2 separate regions of the Sus scrofa genome follow, and region 1 is linked to region 2. Evidence: chromatin contacts called from public Hi-C data. All regions are on one chromosome and are shown on one strand. Each heading gives the region's core, a stretch centred on a gene start, on an enhancer-like site or on the middle of the called end of the contact. The rest is flanking DNA. Distances are from core to core; before and after follow the strand shown. Region 1 overlaps ZMIZ1 (zinc finger MIZ domain-containing protein 1). Region 2 overlaps ZMIZ1 (zinc finger MIZ domain-containing protein 1).

Region 1 (7,030 bases), core at 1,354-3,853, 87 kb before region 2:
CCTTAGAACTTTGAGCAGCTCACACTGTTGCAATATGGTGGCGGCTCTGCATGACGGTGGAGTTCCCATCACATCACAGCAGGAGAGGAAGTGGAGGCTGGGGCCTCTCCACCAGGCTGGAGAAGAAGCCTATGCAGGACGATGTGACCTGATGCCAGCCCCTGCCCCAGGATTCTGACAATTCAAAGGTTCTATGAGTGTGTACTTCAAGGTGAGGCATCTTCCCAAACAGGGTCAGGCTGTGCGGGCTGTGGATCCTAGCGTCACAGCCCAGTGTCAGGCATTTTGTAGCTGGGCAGCATCGGTCTATGAAGAGGATGATTTAGTAGAGATAATTGGGAGTTGCTCATGTGCCCTGCTGTGGCAGGCAAGAGCCGGGGAGTCAACAGGGCTGATGTCAGGCTAATGACCGGGAATTCTGCTGCTTTTTCTGTGATCGCCTTCCTGTGTGCCAGGAGCCCCATGGCTGGGCCTACAGATGCAGTCCCAGCCCAGACAGCAGGGATGCTGGGAATCTGGGCACAGAGGGGGCTGAGAGGGCCCAGAATTTGTGCGGGGGGCCTGTGCGAGGGAGTGAGGCCTGTAGGTTGAGAAGCCCATCCCCAAGGACAGTCAGGGCCTCGGGAACTGCCATCCTTCTCTGACCCCTTCCTGAGCTGCTGCCAACCCGGAGGAGGTCCAGGCTTGACCCAGGATTCTGAGTGTTTGAGGAAGTCCCTGACTTCTCCCCTCTCAGGCCCAGGACATCTCCATCAGTAGCCAAGCCACCTTCTAGCCTAAGTAAGGGTGGATGCTAAGGGGAAGCATGCAGATCTTCAAGGAACACAGGGTCTTTGGGCTCTACGCTCACTGTAAGCCTGAGCTGAAGGTGTCATTCTGAAAAGGGGTGGTGCCAACCTGAAAGAAGGTATGTAAAAGAGCACTGGGAGATGCTCAGGAAGGGGCTCCATCCAGATGAGGAATCAAGGTGGGCCTCCCAAGGAGTGTGTGTGCTGGGCCACAATTCTGGGGTCTCTGCATCTTCTGCAGGTGAGCTAAATCCTTACCCTGGTACTCATAGGCCATTTGCTACCGACTCATTTTCTAAGTGTTCACTGAAGGCCTTGTGACGCCTCCTCCATACTGAGTTCCATACACCCCATCATGTATCATTCCCTTGTGTAACATACTATTTGCCTTCCAAACACTTTTCCAACAGGCATGGCCTTTAGATCTTTTTAGAATTTTGTCTCATCTCTCACTCTTGGGTGTGAGATGTCCTCGTGTGGGTTTGAGGAACGTGGACCCAAAGTCACCCAGTTATTGTCTGCACTAAGACAGGAGAGAATGCTAACAGCGGCTATTATCTAAGTGCCTGCCTATCCCCACCCCAGGCCAGGCACTTCAAGTACACCCCCTCATTCAAGACTCCCAAGCAGCCCCAGCAGGTGGGTTGAACTGTCATTGCCTTTTAGGAAAGAAAAAGCAGAGACTCAAAGAAGCGACATGACTTTCCAGCCAGGAAATGGCAGAGCTGACCTTAACTCAGGAGCACCTCAGGACCCTACCTCCTAAGGCTCTCTGCCTTTTGGTCCAGTTTCCCTGAAGGTCAACCCATGCCCTTTTCAAGGTACTGCCCACAGCACCTGTGTCTTTAAGCCCCAGCTCCTCCCCACCTCCCACCTGCCCACCACCCGCCTGCTGTCACACTCACCTCTCCCGGGTATGGCCTCTTTATGCTCTGAATGGGAAGGGACTGGGGCCGGGGGCCCGGGTAGGTCTGCTGGGGCATCCGCTGCCCGTGTGTGCCAAAGGGGCTGATGCCGGGTGGCCGGGGTTGATTCATGCCCATGGGAGGGCCGCTCATCCCCGAGGGTGTCATGCCAGCCGCCATGCTTGCGGGGTTCATGCTGCCCCCCATGGAGGCAGGCCCCCGAGGCCCGGGCTGGTTCATGAATTGGCTGTTATACGCCTGGGTGGGACCCATCTGGAAAGAGGAACAGACCTTCAACGGGAGAAGAAAAAAAAAAGAATAAAATGCCACATGCATTGAAAGTGCAGGGAGGGAAGGGTGGGGGGAGTGGGGGGTTTGGGGTGAGGGGGAGCCTCTTTCCTGCACGGTTGCAGCTGGTGACCAGGCCCCAAAGGACCACTGGCCTTCTGGGCTCACTGCTGCCCTCTGCAGGCCACACAGGAAAGACGCAGCTGAGGGGTGTTTGGGGTGGGGCGCAGTCACTCCAATGCACAGGCAGCATTTCCAGGGAGGCAGGCAGGGTATGGGAAAGAGGGTGCAGGGGTGGGGAAGGGCATGGGAGAATGGAGGTGGATGAGGATGGAGGCACGAGCCTCTTTCCTGGAAGCCTGGCCCCGTCTTTGTTCCTCGGCCATCAGGCACACATCCTCCATCCACAAAGTGTGAGGCGGCCTCAGGTCCCACCTCTGCCCACCTGCCTCACTGTCCCCATCCTGCAATCCCCACCTCCATGCCCATCTTGCACTTCTGTGGGGGCTCCCCTCTCCTCACACCACTTCCCATCCTTTTGAAGGTCAGGAGAGCAGAACTGGGACCTGGGCCGATTCCACAGATGGGATGACTGGAGAACAATGGACTTCAGAGGCCACCAGGGGGCACAGACTGGTGACAAGGCTACTTTAGACACAGCCCGCTCTTTGGTGAGTAGGCGCTCAGACTGCAATATGGATCGTCTTTCCCCATAAAGAGACACACACAAGCCACCAGTCCACACAGAATACACGCTCCCAAACACCCCCAGCCCCACACTCAACTGCACTGACATGCCCACACCCTAACACACACCTCTCCATGTGCTTCTGAGAAAACCCAAATGCACCATCAGCTCTTCCCAGCACACACAGACACCAACACCCCAACTCCGATTCCCGGGGCTGTCTGCCTGGCTGAGTGGACCAGGACTAGTGCGGCCCTTACCGGTCCATACTGGTTTATATCCTTGTTCTGTGTTTCCTGCAAGGCTGCCACAGTGGCCGTAGCTGTGGCCGTGGCTGTGGCTGCTGCCGCTGCCACTGCAGCTGCTGCTGCGGCAGCTGCTGGCTGAGTGAAGTCAGCAGGCGGCCTGGTGTGCGGAGGGATGCCCATGCCTGCAGGGGCACTAGGGCCCCCAGGGTAACTGCGAGGGAGAGAAGAAGGAAATTAGATGTTGCCAGAATCTAGAGATGAACTCATGGAGTTCCTGCTGTGGCACGATGGGATTGGTATTGTTTCTGCAGCACCAGGACGCAGGTTCGATCCCCAGCCAAGCACATGGGTTCAAGGATCTGATGTTGCGGCAGCTGTGGCATAGATCACAATCGTGGCTTGGATCTGATCCCTGGCCCAGGAATTCCATATGCCACAGGGTAGTCAAAAAAGAAAAAAATAATAAACAAAATAAAGATGAACCCATGACCAGGCTTGGGCAGGGAAGGAGAGGTCAGGCCATTCCAGACCCTCCTGCCCACAGCTCACAGAGTGGGGAGGTCTAGACTCAGAACCCAGAGGGGACAGGGGCCTCCTATGAGTGGGTGTCCTTCATGCCACTTGGCAACCACCAGCTTGCTGGGTTCCTGGAGCTTCAGCTGGGTGCCAGATGGTGATTGCTCTTATGCACTAGCTCACGGTATCCTCGGCCACCCCAGTCAGTCTGTCTTCTAGAGGAGACACCTAGTCTCAGAGAAGCCAAGCAACTGACCCAAGGCCTGCAGCAGTGGATGGCAGGGTGGGGTTGCAGTTATGTTTCACCACTCAACTCCATTGTGCTGACGCCTGGCAGGGCTAAAGTCAGCCCTGGGAGCTGGGGAGGGGTGAGGCTAAGAGGAAGCCTTGGACAGAGCAGGACAGATGGCAGGAGGAGGCATGGGGCGCTTCTGCCCCACTCCATGTCCCTGGAGTGCTTTCCTGAGGTTCCTTGCCCTCTCCCTCCCTGACTCTTGAATCAAGGGATTCCCATTCCCCTCAGAGTTCTGCCTCCACAAGCAGCAGGACAGAGCTGACCCTCCTGAACCCCGTCTGGAGCTGCTCTCCTAGCATCTTTCAGCTTATAAAGATACGATGCAGAGAAGGGTCATTTCGAAGAATTCGAATGTAGTCCTTCGATGCCCATGGACTTGGGAGCCATCAGAACACCACTCAGCTAGAACTCTCATTGTGGCTCAGCCGTAATGAACCCAACTAGTATCCATGAGGACTGGGGTTTGATCCCTGGCCTCGCTCAGTGGGTTAAGAATCTGGTATTGCTATGAACTGTGGTGTAGGTCACAGATGCAGCTCAGATCTAGCATTGCTGTGGCTGTGGCGTAGGCTGGCAGCTCCAGCTCTGATTCAGCCCCTAGCCTGGGAACTTCCATATGCTGCAGGTGTGGCCCTAAAAAAAAACCCCCCACACCACCCAGCTGTGCAGCGTCTGACCTACAGGCCAGCCCGAGGATGGGGGATGACTATGCCCCAAGGGCTGGTGGGAAACTGAGGAGGAGGGGAGTGCCAGAGCTCCCCACACCTCCCAGGCCCAGAAGCATGTGCTGGGATTTACACTTGACTCTTCTGCCTGCATAGAGGGGAAGGGGGAGGCCTGATAAACTGCTGCTGAAGCCCGCCGCCCTGGGCCAGCCCTGCTCACCTGGCCCCGAAGCCCCCGCTGCCAGGGTAGTTGGGACGGCCATACATGCTCTGCTGGATGTAGGGCTGAGCGGGGCCAGCCTTAGCGGAGAACTGCTGCTGCTGCCCGGCAAATTGTGGAGAGTTGAGGCCGGGGTTGCTGGTGGTCATGCCCGACGCCATGGGGTTGCCGCCTGGATTCATGGGGTTGTTGGCATTGGCCATAGGGTTCCCGAGGACCTGTGGACAAAGGGAGTACCATTACTCAAGCAGGTAGCCCAGGTGGTGTGGAGAGAGAAAAGGAGAAAGGGCAGAGGTGAGGGTGGGGATGGAGAAGATGCCAAAACAGAGGGAGGACAACAGTGAAGAGGGAGAGAAAGAAGGGTGGGCTTTTTTAATTTCATCTGAGCATTGTGGCTCTGGCATAGGCTGGTGGCTACAGCTCCGATTAGACCCCTAGCCTGGGAACCTACATATGCCGCGGGAAGCGGCCCTAGAAAAGGCAAAAAGACCAAAAAAAAAAAAAAAAAAATTTTTCTGGAGTTCCCGTCGTGGCGCAGTGGTTAACGGATCCAACTAGGAACCATGAGGTTGTGGGTTCGATCCCTGGCCTTGCTCAGTGGGTTGACAATCCGGCATTGCCGTGAGCTGTGGTGTAGGTCACAGACGCAGCTTGGATCCCGCGTTGCTGTGGCTCTGGCGTAGGCTGGCATCTACAGCTCTGATTGGACCCCTAGCCTGGGAAGCTCCATATGCCGCGGGAGCGGCCCAAAAAATGGCAGAAAGACAAAAAAAAAAAAAAAAAAAAAAAAAGAAAAAAGAAAAAAAAATTTCATCTGAGCATTAAATGTTGGCAGAGTATACAAATAAATAGAAGAGGGTAAGCCCAGACCGGAAGCAGGCAGTGTAGATGTGAACTTCAGCCTGTGATGGGATGAGGTGAGGCTGGTCCTGCACCAGGTGACAGGTGGGAAGCACAGGACTTCTTAGCCTTCCCACTGGCCCGGATGCCCAAGGGTCAGGCCATGCAGGGGCCCTGGGCTGCTGCCTTGTGTGAGCAGAGAGAAGTCTAATCTGCCAGCTTTGGGAGGAGGGGTGGTGACAGGGTCCTGGCTGAGGGGCTTCTTGTGGCCTGAGACCACAGCTAAGCACAATGGTCCCCTTCAGGCCAGCAAGCAGCCCTGAGTCTCTCATGTGGCCGCAGCAGAGGCCGAGCAGTGGGGACAGGAAGGAGTGGAGGAAAGAGGAAGGAGAGAGTGGGAGGCAGGGTTGACAAGGGCCGTGGAGAGGAATCTGTCACAAGTTTAAGGCTCAACATTTGGCTGAAATCTAACCCAGGCTATTCAGGGTCAAAGATGCTGACCCTGAGGACAATAACACCCAGGAAGTTCTCCCACTTATCCAACCAAAGTAAATGTGGGCCAGGAAAGGACCCCTTGCTGCCAGGTGAAATCCACCCCCCTAGAAAGGCCCTGGAGTGGGGGCAGTGCACGGGGCCAGGTGCCATCCTCCTGAGGCAGGTGTGGACCCATCTGGGTAGAGGCATGTCCACAGCTGGGTGTGCCATGAAAGTTGGTCTTTCCAGCCTGGGAGATTGAGCAGGGCTTGGATGGCACAAAGATCTGAGGGCTCAGGGTTCGAGGAATGGTCCTGCCTGGGACGGGCTATGGCTGGGGGAGGACAGGCTCTTACCTGGCTCTGGGATGTGTTGGTCACTCCCCACACCGTGGTGACCACGGAGAGGGAGCCGGGAGGCTGGTTGGTGTTCTGCTGCCAAGGGACAGAGTCGTAGGGGAATGACCCATCACTGCAGAGGGAGACAGAGAGGGGTTTCTCAGGGGCTGCAGACACAGGTTCAGCAGAGGCATGCCCCAGCACCCCACCACGCTCTGTGGCTCCTAGCCAAGCCCATGTGACCCCCTTCTCAGTCAGTTCTGGGTCCCCTGGGCCTGGCACAGTGTCCAATACAGAATGGGTGCACCTCGAATGGTGACAGCTTGTGAAGTTGTGACCACCTCTCCCCTGTCACCATGGAAGCATCACCCTGTGGCTGTCTGTCTCTCTTAGCCCAAGTTCACAGGCCATGCTACGGAGGAAGAGAGACTGGTGTGCTCAGGGTGAGGCCTGCTGTCAACCGCGCTCTGACGCTAGGTAGCTCTTCAGAAAGAACTCTGGTTCTCTGATGCCAGCTTCCCCTCAAAATTTCCTGGTTCCTTCTCAGAAAAGGTTGGAAAAGTTCTGGTCTGAGTTTCGGCTCTTCCTCCTTCCTCCTCAGAGGGGGATGGCCCAGCTGATCTGGCCTTTGGAAGCTTCCTTTTGTCTTCCCATCCAGGATGGATACCGGCTTACCTGCTGTGCTTCCTCCTCTGCTCCCACCCCCATCTCTCCTGCACACCCCTGCCAAGCTAATCTCCCTCAAACCACTGAGACAGGAGCTGG
Region 2 (6,264 bases), core at 718-3,217:
GGCCTGAGGCCAGGTCCATGCAGAAATGGTGAGCAGTTAGCTGTCCAAAGGATGGTCCATTTGTGGAGGATGCCAGCAACAGACCCCTAGCGGCAGGCAAAGGGGCCAGGGCTGGATGGGGTGAGCTTGGCTAGATTTTGATGCTTTGGGGATGGGAGCACAGATTTGAATCATAGGCAGAGGCCTCCCTACTTGTGGCTGTTATTGGATAATATCCCACCCTCCACCACAAAGCCTGCCCACCTCCACAATTCCTCCAAAAATCTGGGCTATGTTCAGTGGCCACTGAGACTATTGGGGCAGGAGTAGGGGACACCAATGCCTAGAATAGGGACTGGCTACCCAAGCCAAGTGATGAATGCATCTTCTTATGAATCCATCTGTGAATCAAGTGATCCATCCATCTACCTACCCACCCATCCCAAAATGAATCAATTCATCCATGCATCCATCCACTCGCCCACCTACCCATTCATCCATTCACTACTTTATCGTCACTCACCCATCCATTCATCTGCCCACCTATCTTCCTATCCATCCAGAATGTATCCAACCATCTACTTATCCATTCACTCATCATTTATTTATCCATCATGTATATCCACCTACCACCCATCCACCTAGCTGTCCAGCTGTATGTCCATCCTTGCACCCGTTCATTTATTCCCTTAGCTATCTTCCTTGAGGCCACCCCTCCCCCACTTCCCCCCAATGTATTTGGGCCCCACCCTGGCCTGGGCTCTGCTGACTTACAGATGAATGTGGCACATCCTCTGCCCCTGAGGAGCTCAGCCTGGTGGGAGACCTGCTGTAGACCCTACAGGGTCTACAGCTTGAGGGACAAAGAGCAGGGTGAGTGACGTGGGTGAGTGACGTAGCTGGGTGCCGAGGAAGCCCTGGGGCTCAGAAATGGGAAGTGCAGACACTCCAAAGGGACCTGGGGTGTGGGGAGGCTGCTGGGCAGGAAGTAGCTGATTTGCACAGCTTTCACGTGGAGTCCCAACGTGCTGTGTCCCTGAGTAGGAGGTGGTGTAGAGAGGGCACTAGTTTTCCCAGCACCTGAGGCTGAGAAAGCAGAAAGGCAGCTGAGCCAGAGGCCTGGAGGGAAGATGGACTGCTGTGTGCTTGGGGGGCTGGTGAGTGACAGCAGTGGCCAGACCCAGGTCGCATGGATAGGGAAGGCTGTGCTATAGAAGTGAGGTGGGGCGGAGGGTTCGAGGCTGTGAGGCAACCCCTATGGGAGCCATAGTCCCACTGGCCAGAGGTAGGCAGAGCCAGCACATGCATCATCCTCAGAGCATGCAGACCTTTCTCTTCTGATTAGGATGCAGGATGTCTGAGAACCAACTGTCTCCGGGCAGCTGCTGAGCAGATAGATATCAGTACTGAGCTGTGTCAGACCAGAAGCTCGGGAGCAGGCGTGGAGGACTCAGGGAGCTCTGGATGGCTGGGGGGCACCTGGACAGCCTGCTCACCCTCCCAGCCACTGCACTTCTAGCCCCAAAGCAGGCTTCTGTGTGTGGGTATGCACATGTATGTGTGGGGCAGGCGGGGGAGTGGAGGTGATCCCTGGCTTTTCAGCAGCTCTGAGACCCACTGGCTGGGTGTGCATCACGATGCCCATTCTACAGATGAGGGGAGGTAAACTGGCAACTTAATCAAGGTCAGGAGGCTAGTGAGTGGCACTAGGGGACCAGGTTCGCTGACTGGTAAACCTGAGCCCTGTGTGCCGTGCTTCAAGAGAGCAGCTGCTGGGTGGGCCTCTGCCTGCACTGGACCCCTGGGGAGGCCCAGGGAGTAAAGGGTGCCCTGATTCCTGGGGATGTAGAACCAGATGCAGGGAGAGAAGTCAGGTTGTGAGCAGGTTTTAGGAGGAGCTGTGTGCCTGGCACTTAGAGGGCTCAGGCACAGGGGCCTGACTGTATTCCTGGGGGTGGAGCCACTGACAGCTGATCCCTCATGGGCGGGAGAAACTGGGTCAAAGGCAGAGCTGGGAGAGAGCCCCGCAGAGCCTGGAGGAGGAGGAGGAGGAGAAGGAGAGAAGGGCAGGGGAGGAGAAGCCCATCGTCTGGTTTCTATTCTGCGACTGTGAACAGAGGCGTAATTGGCGTTTGGGAGAGCTGCTGGGCTGAGTTCAATCTGTAACAAGTCTTCTTCAATTTCCTCTCCTCAGACCCCGCACAGGCTTCTGAGATTGCTCTGCTTGATGCTAATGAGAGGACACGCATCCCTCATTCCCACAGACTAACCTCAGCTCCACTGGGCTCTGGTGTTCGGGGAGGGTGGACTGGGAGGGGGTGGGGCTGTGAGGGTCCTGGGGCCGTGAGCTGCCTGCTAAGCCTGCCTAAGCCAGGGACTCGCCCCAGCACGCCCCACCCTGTCACCGAGACACTGAGGACAACAGCCCCGTCACCAATAGCTGATCACCTGCCACGTGCCAGGCTGGACTACATGTCCCACCCATCAAGTCCTCAGAACATCCTATGAGGTTGGCTTTCTTGGACCCATTTGACAGGGGAAACTGAGGCTCAGACAAAGAGGGCCAGGCCTGAAATCATACTGTGAGTTCAAGGAGGAGTGAGGATTTGGGCCCACTCTGTTTGATGTCAAAGCCCATGCCCCTTCCACCATATCTGCTCCTTCCTGGAGTAAAGTAACACTCGGGAATCTGTGCAGGGACACTGTGACACCGGGCTGTTGGGAGGCTGAGCTCAGAGGGCAGGTGCATCACCCATGGTCACCACTGGGGGCGCCAACCTGCCCAGACTCAAGCAGGGTTCTTAAAGGGGACCTACTGGGCCCACAATGATATTCCCTACCTCGGAACAATCCAGACAGGGTACTGGCAGGAGAATCACCCCTTAAGCTTGGTGTGAGCACAGGCAGGAGAGGGATCTTGCACCCTCTGGAATGAGGCCCTTCTGGCACCAGTGGGGCTGGGCTTGTGATTTCAGGCCACACCTTTCCTGCTTCCATGCCTTCGTTTCCTTTTTTGTAAGATGATGAAATTCCCCAGGACTTTTCCTTTTCTCTTTCTTTACAGAGAATCACTGGTGCAGAGGGTGGGGAGTTTAGGTCTAGGAAGGAGATTAGACATTTCACCACATCCTCAGAACAGCCCAGAGTACATAGCAGAGCCCAGAGGGGGCACAACACTGGCCCAGAGTCACACAGCTGGGAAGGGAAGGGAAAGACAGGGCAGAGTGGACATGTGAATCCAGGTGTGTGACTCGAGTGTGAGGTTGGTCCATGCCAGCCGTGTTCTCACGACGGGGGTGGTCGAAGAGCCTCAGGCAGTCAGCCTTCACCTACCATCACCTTCACCCAGCACCCCGGATGCTCGGCTACTATTCGGGCCAGCACCCCACAGCTCTGCCCGCCTTGCCTGCCCTGCCTTCACCAGGCTGGTGGAAGAGGAGGAGAGAGCCTGGGCCACACACCCACCTGCTTGATGCACTGCAGTCGGTCATTGGTCTGTTGGATGTGCCTGTCCATAGAATTCATTCTGGCCGTTTCGCTGGGTTCTACCCGAGAGCCATGAACGTTGTCCAGCCTGTGAAGACAGGGGAGAGTGGGTGTCACTGGGGTTGTGCCAGGCCTGCCAACCTCATAGCCACCTTCCTGCCTCTACACAAGCCTGCTCACCCCAGTGGCTCCAGCAGGTTCCAGGACCCTTTGTGAGCCGCAGTGGCCTCTGCCCTGGGCAGCCCTGTGCTGGGGGGAGGAACTGCACCCTGGGGCGAGGGCAGGAAGTGCTCCGGGTGTCCTCTGTGGGTGGCTCATGTGAACACTGGGCAGGCATGTCCACCACACATTTCCACACAGACGCGTGTCCAGGGTGGTGGTGGTGGGGACGGCCGCCCCATCTTCGGAATTCCTGGTTCGGGGCTTAGCACCCTCGATGTGGCCGTGTGTGTGTGCATGTGTGTGTGCACGTGTGTATGGGGATCTTTCCATGTGATGCACATGTGGTGTATGCACAGCAATCCTCTCACGGGTGCCACACCCCCTCTTCGAATCCCCCATGCCTTAGAGTTCCTTGCACTTTACACACAATTCCATTTTTCCCCTTTGCCCTCCTGGGAGAGGAGGAGGGCAGCCATCAGCAGCACCCTCTTTCCCAGATAAGGAGACTGAGGCTCAGAGCAGGAGGGAGTTGCCCGGGGTGGCACAGGGAGCCCGTGTCAGAGCCGAAGCCACACTGCCGATTCATGGCCGAGTGGTGCACGGATGTCATGTTTGCCAGACTCACTCTTCCTGCATGGTGCTGGGCCTTGGGAACGCAAGCATGGCTGTGACATCCTTCTAGGTGGTGAAGTTAAGTGAGGAAGGCTCTCAGCTCCAGAAAGCCCCTGGAGCCCCCAACGCCTCTCAAGAGAGGCCATGATGGTGAAGGCAGAGATTGGGAGAGGTGGAGAGGAGGAGAGAGGAGAGAGATTCAGCTCTGGTTCCCCCCGCTGCTCAGGGCACCAGGTCCTTGGGCCAAAGCAGACGTCTGCCTGCTGCCGGCTGGGTCTGCGCTCCCACAATGTGGCAGGCATTTCAGGCTGCAGACACATGGGTCAGACACAGAGCTGAAAAGAGGCCTACGGCCCCTGGCCTTCTCTGCGATCCCAAAGTACTGCCCCCTGACAGCCCCTCATCTCCGGCCATGTCACTAAAAGTCCCATCTACCAAGCACTTTCTGGGTGTTGGGCGCTTGCATTTCCTGATTCCTCATGCCCACTCTGTAAGATGAGAATCATCTCCATTTTACAGATGAGGGAACTGAGGTCTGAGACCTGCCAAGACCCCTGGCTAGAGGGAGCCTGGATTGTGTCTGTCAGCCTGTCTGTTCCCATGTCCTGGCTCTCTGCTCCCAGCCCCAGCACCCTGGTTGTGAGGGAACCAACAGCATGGCCGGCCCCAGCCTTGGGAGGAAGAAGGCCCTGCTCATCTTCCAAGAAGCTCTGCACTACACAGCTCCTTTAAAGTATTTCTTATTGCTCCAACTGTGCTTGAAAAGGCAACTCGTGCATGGTTCAAAAATCACAGATGTCCAGTGACGTGCTGGCCTTGTCCCCTGCCCTAGGGGCCCTCCCAGAGAGAACCAGTGTCAGCTGCCTCCTTCTGAGGCGCTCTTAGAGAAGCGAATATCTATATGTACTATCCCCTGACACCCCTTTAAAAAACCATAAAACAATAGCATTCTATAGTACTATCTGGTCCTTGCTTTTTTCCTCTTCATAATATCTCAAAGTTTATTTCACATCAAGAGCTAAGGAGCCTTTTCATTTTTAATGGCTGCACAGTGTTCCAAGGTACTGATGAATTACTTGTCACCTGCCACCTGAAATGTCCACCCCTGCCAGGGGCTATGTTAAGGCCTGAGGCCCCAGACAAGGCCCTTCTGCTTGGGGTGGCTCACATTCTAGCCCAAGTGATGAGGCCTGAGCCGTTCACAGGTTTTTTTTGTTTTTTTTTAAATCTTTTTAGGGCTGCACCTGTGGCATATGGAGATTCCCAGGCTAGGGGTTGAATCAGAACTATAGCTGCTGGCCTACACCACAGCCACAGCAATGCCAGATCCAGGCCGCATCTGTGACCTACACTACAGCTCCCGGCAATGCTGGATCCTTAACCCACTGGGAAAGGCCAGGGATTGACCTACAGCCTCATGGATACAAGTCGGGTTCATTACCACTGAACCACAACGGGAACTCCCCCAGCTTTTATTATTGCAAATAATGCTGGAGGGCTGCCTTGTATATTGGCCACATCATCATGTGTGAATTAATCAAGGACACACTCTTAGAAGTGGAGTTTCTGGGCCATTCTAGCATTTGGACTTTGATAAATGCTTGCTGGGTTCACCTTATTTCAGAGCTCTCCAAAAGGTTAAAAAAAAAATCAAAGTATTCCCACATTGATTTCTTCTACCTTCACCCAACTGGCATCTCTCCATTCACCTCACCTATCACCCATCTATACACCCAGACATCCAACTTCTCCACTATTTATCCATCTAGATGCCTGTCTGTCCATCTATCCATCCAAACATCTTTAGTCTCCACTTGCCCATCCATACATGTTTCCAACTCACCTGGTAAATACTTGTCGATATCTGCACTGTGCTAGCTCTATGGGCCATGGAGAGATTAAAATAAAATCATTTCCTTGGGTTCAAGGAACTCTGGATCCAAGCCCATATCCACTCCATGTCACCTATTAGGTTGAACTCCTCTTATGAGTCAGGCGCTGGTCCCGCCACTGGGCACAGACAGA

The links. Hi-C and Micro-C count contacts between places; a contact is called where the count stands out from the background.
Region 1: a Hi-C map of alveolar macrophages shows a contact between it and region 2, with 2.2 times the contacts expected there. The contact joins two enhancer-like sites. A contact is called at or near these places in 2 of 47 Hi-C or Micro-C datasets (alveolar macrophages and mesenteric adipose tissue) and 1 of 2 datasets of contacts at active chromatin or transcription factors (alveolar macrophages).

What each region holds. Positions count from the first base shown.
Region 1 is chr14:81,620,139-81,627,168 of Sscrofa11.1, reverse strand. ZMIZ1 (zinc finger MIZ domain-containing protein 1) reads right to left here. Exons shown (of 26, transcript XM_013983374.2): 9 at 6,284-6,398; 10 at 4,614-4,831; 11 at 2,930-3,128; 12 at 1,694-1,966. Among named protein-coding and RNA genes, the nearest start is that of TRNAK-UUU, 23 kb to the right of the region's middle. Within about 2 kb of position 2,603, at least 5 of the 83 cell types and tissues checked have an H3K27ac peak or open chromatin away from gene starts, as enhancers often do. A contact at or near this core is called in alveolar macrophages, where this site is marked.
Region 2 is chr14:81,533,659-81,539,922 of Sscrofa11.1, reverse strand. ZMIZ1 (zinc finger MIZ domain-containing protein 1) reads right to left here. Exons shown (of 26, transcript XM_013983374.2): 5 at 3,445-3,553. The coding sequence starts at 3,504. Among named protein-coding and RNA genes, the nearest start is that of TRNAK-UUU, 64 kb to the left of the region's middle. Within about 2 kb of position 1,967, at least 16 of the 83 cell types and tissues checked have an H3K27ac peak or open chromatin away from gene starts, as enhancers often do. A contact at or near this core is called in alveolar macrophages, where this site is marked.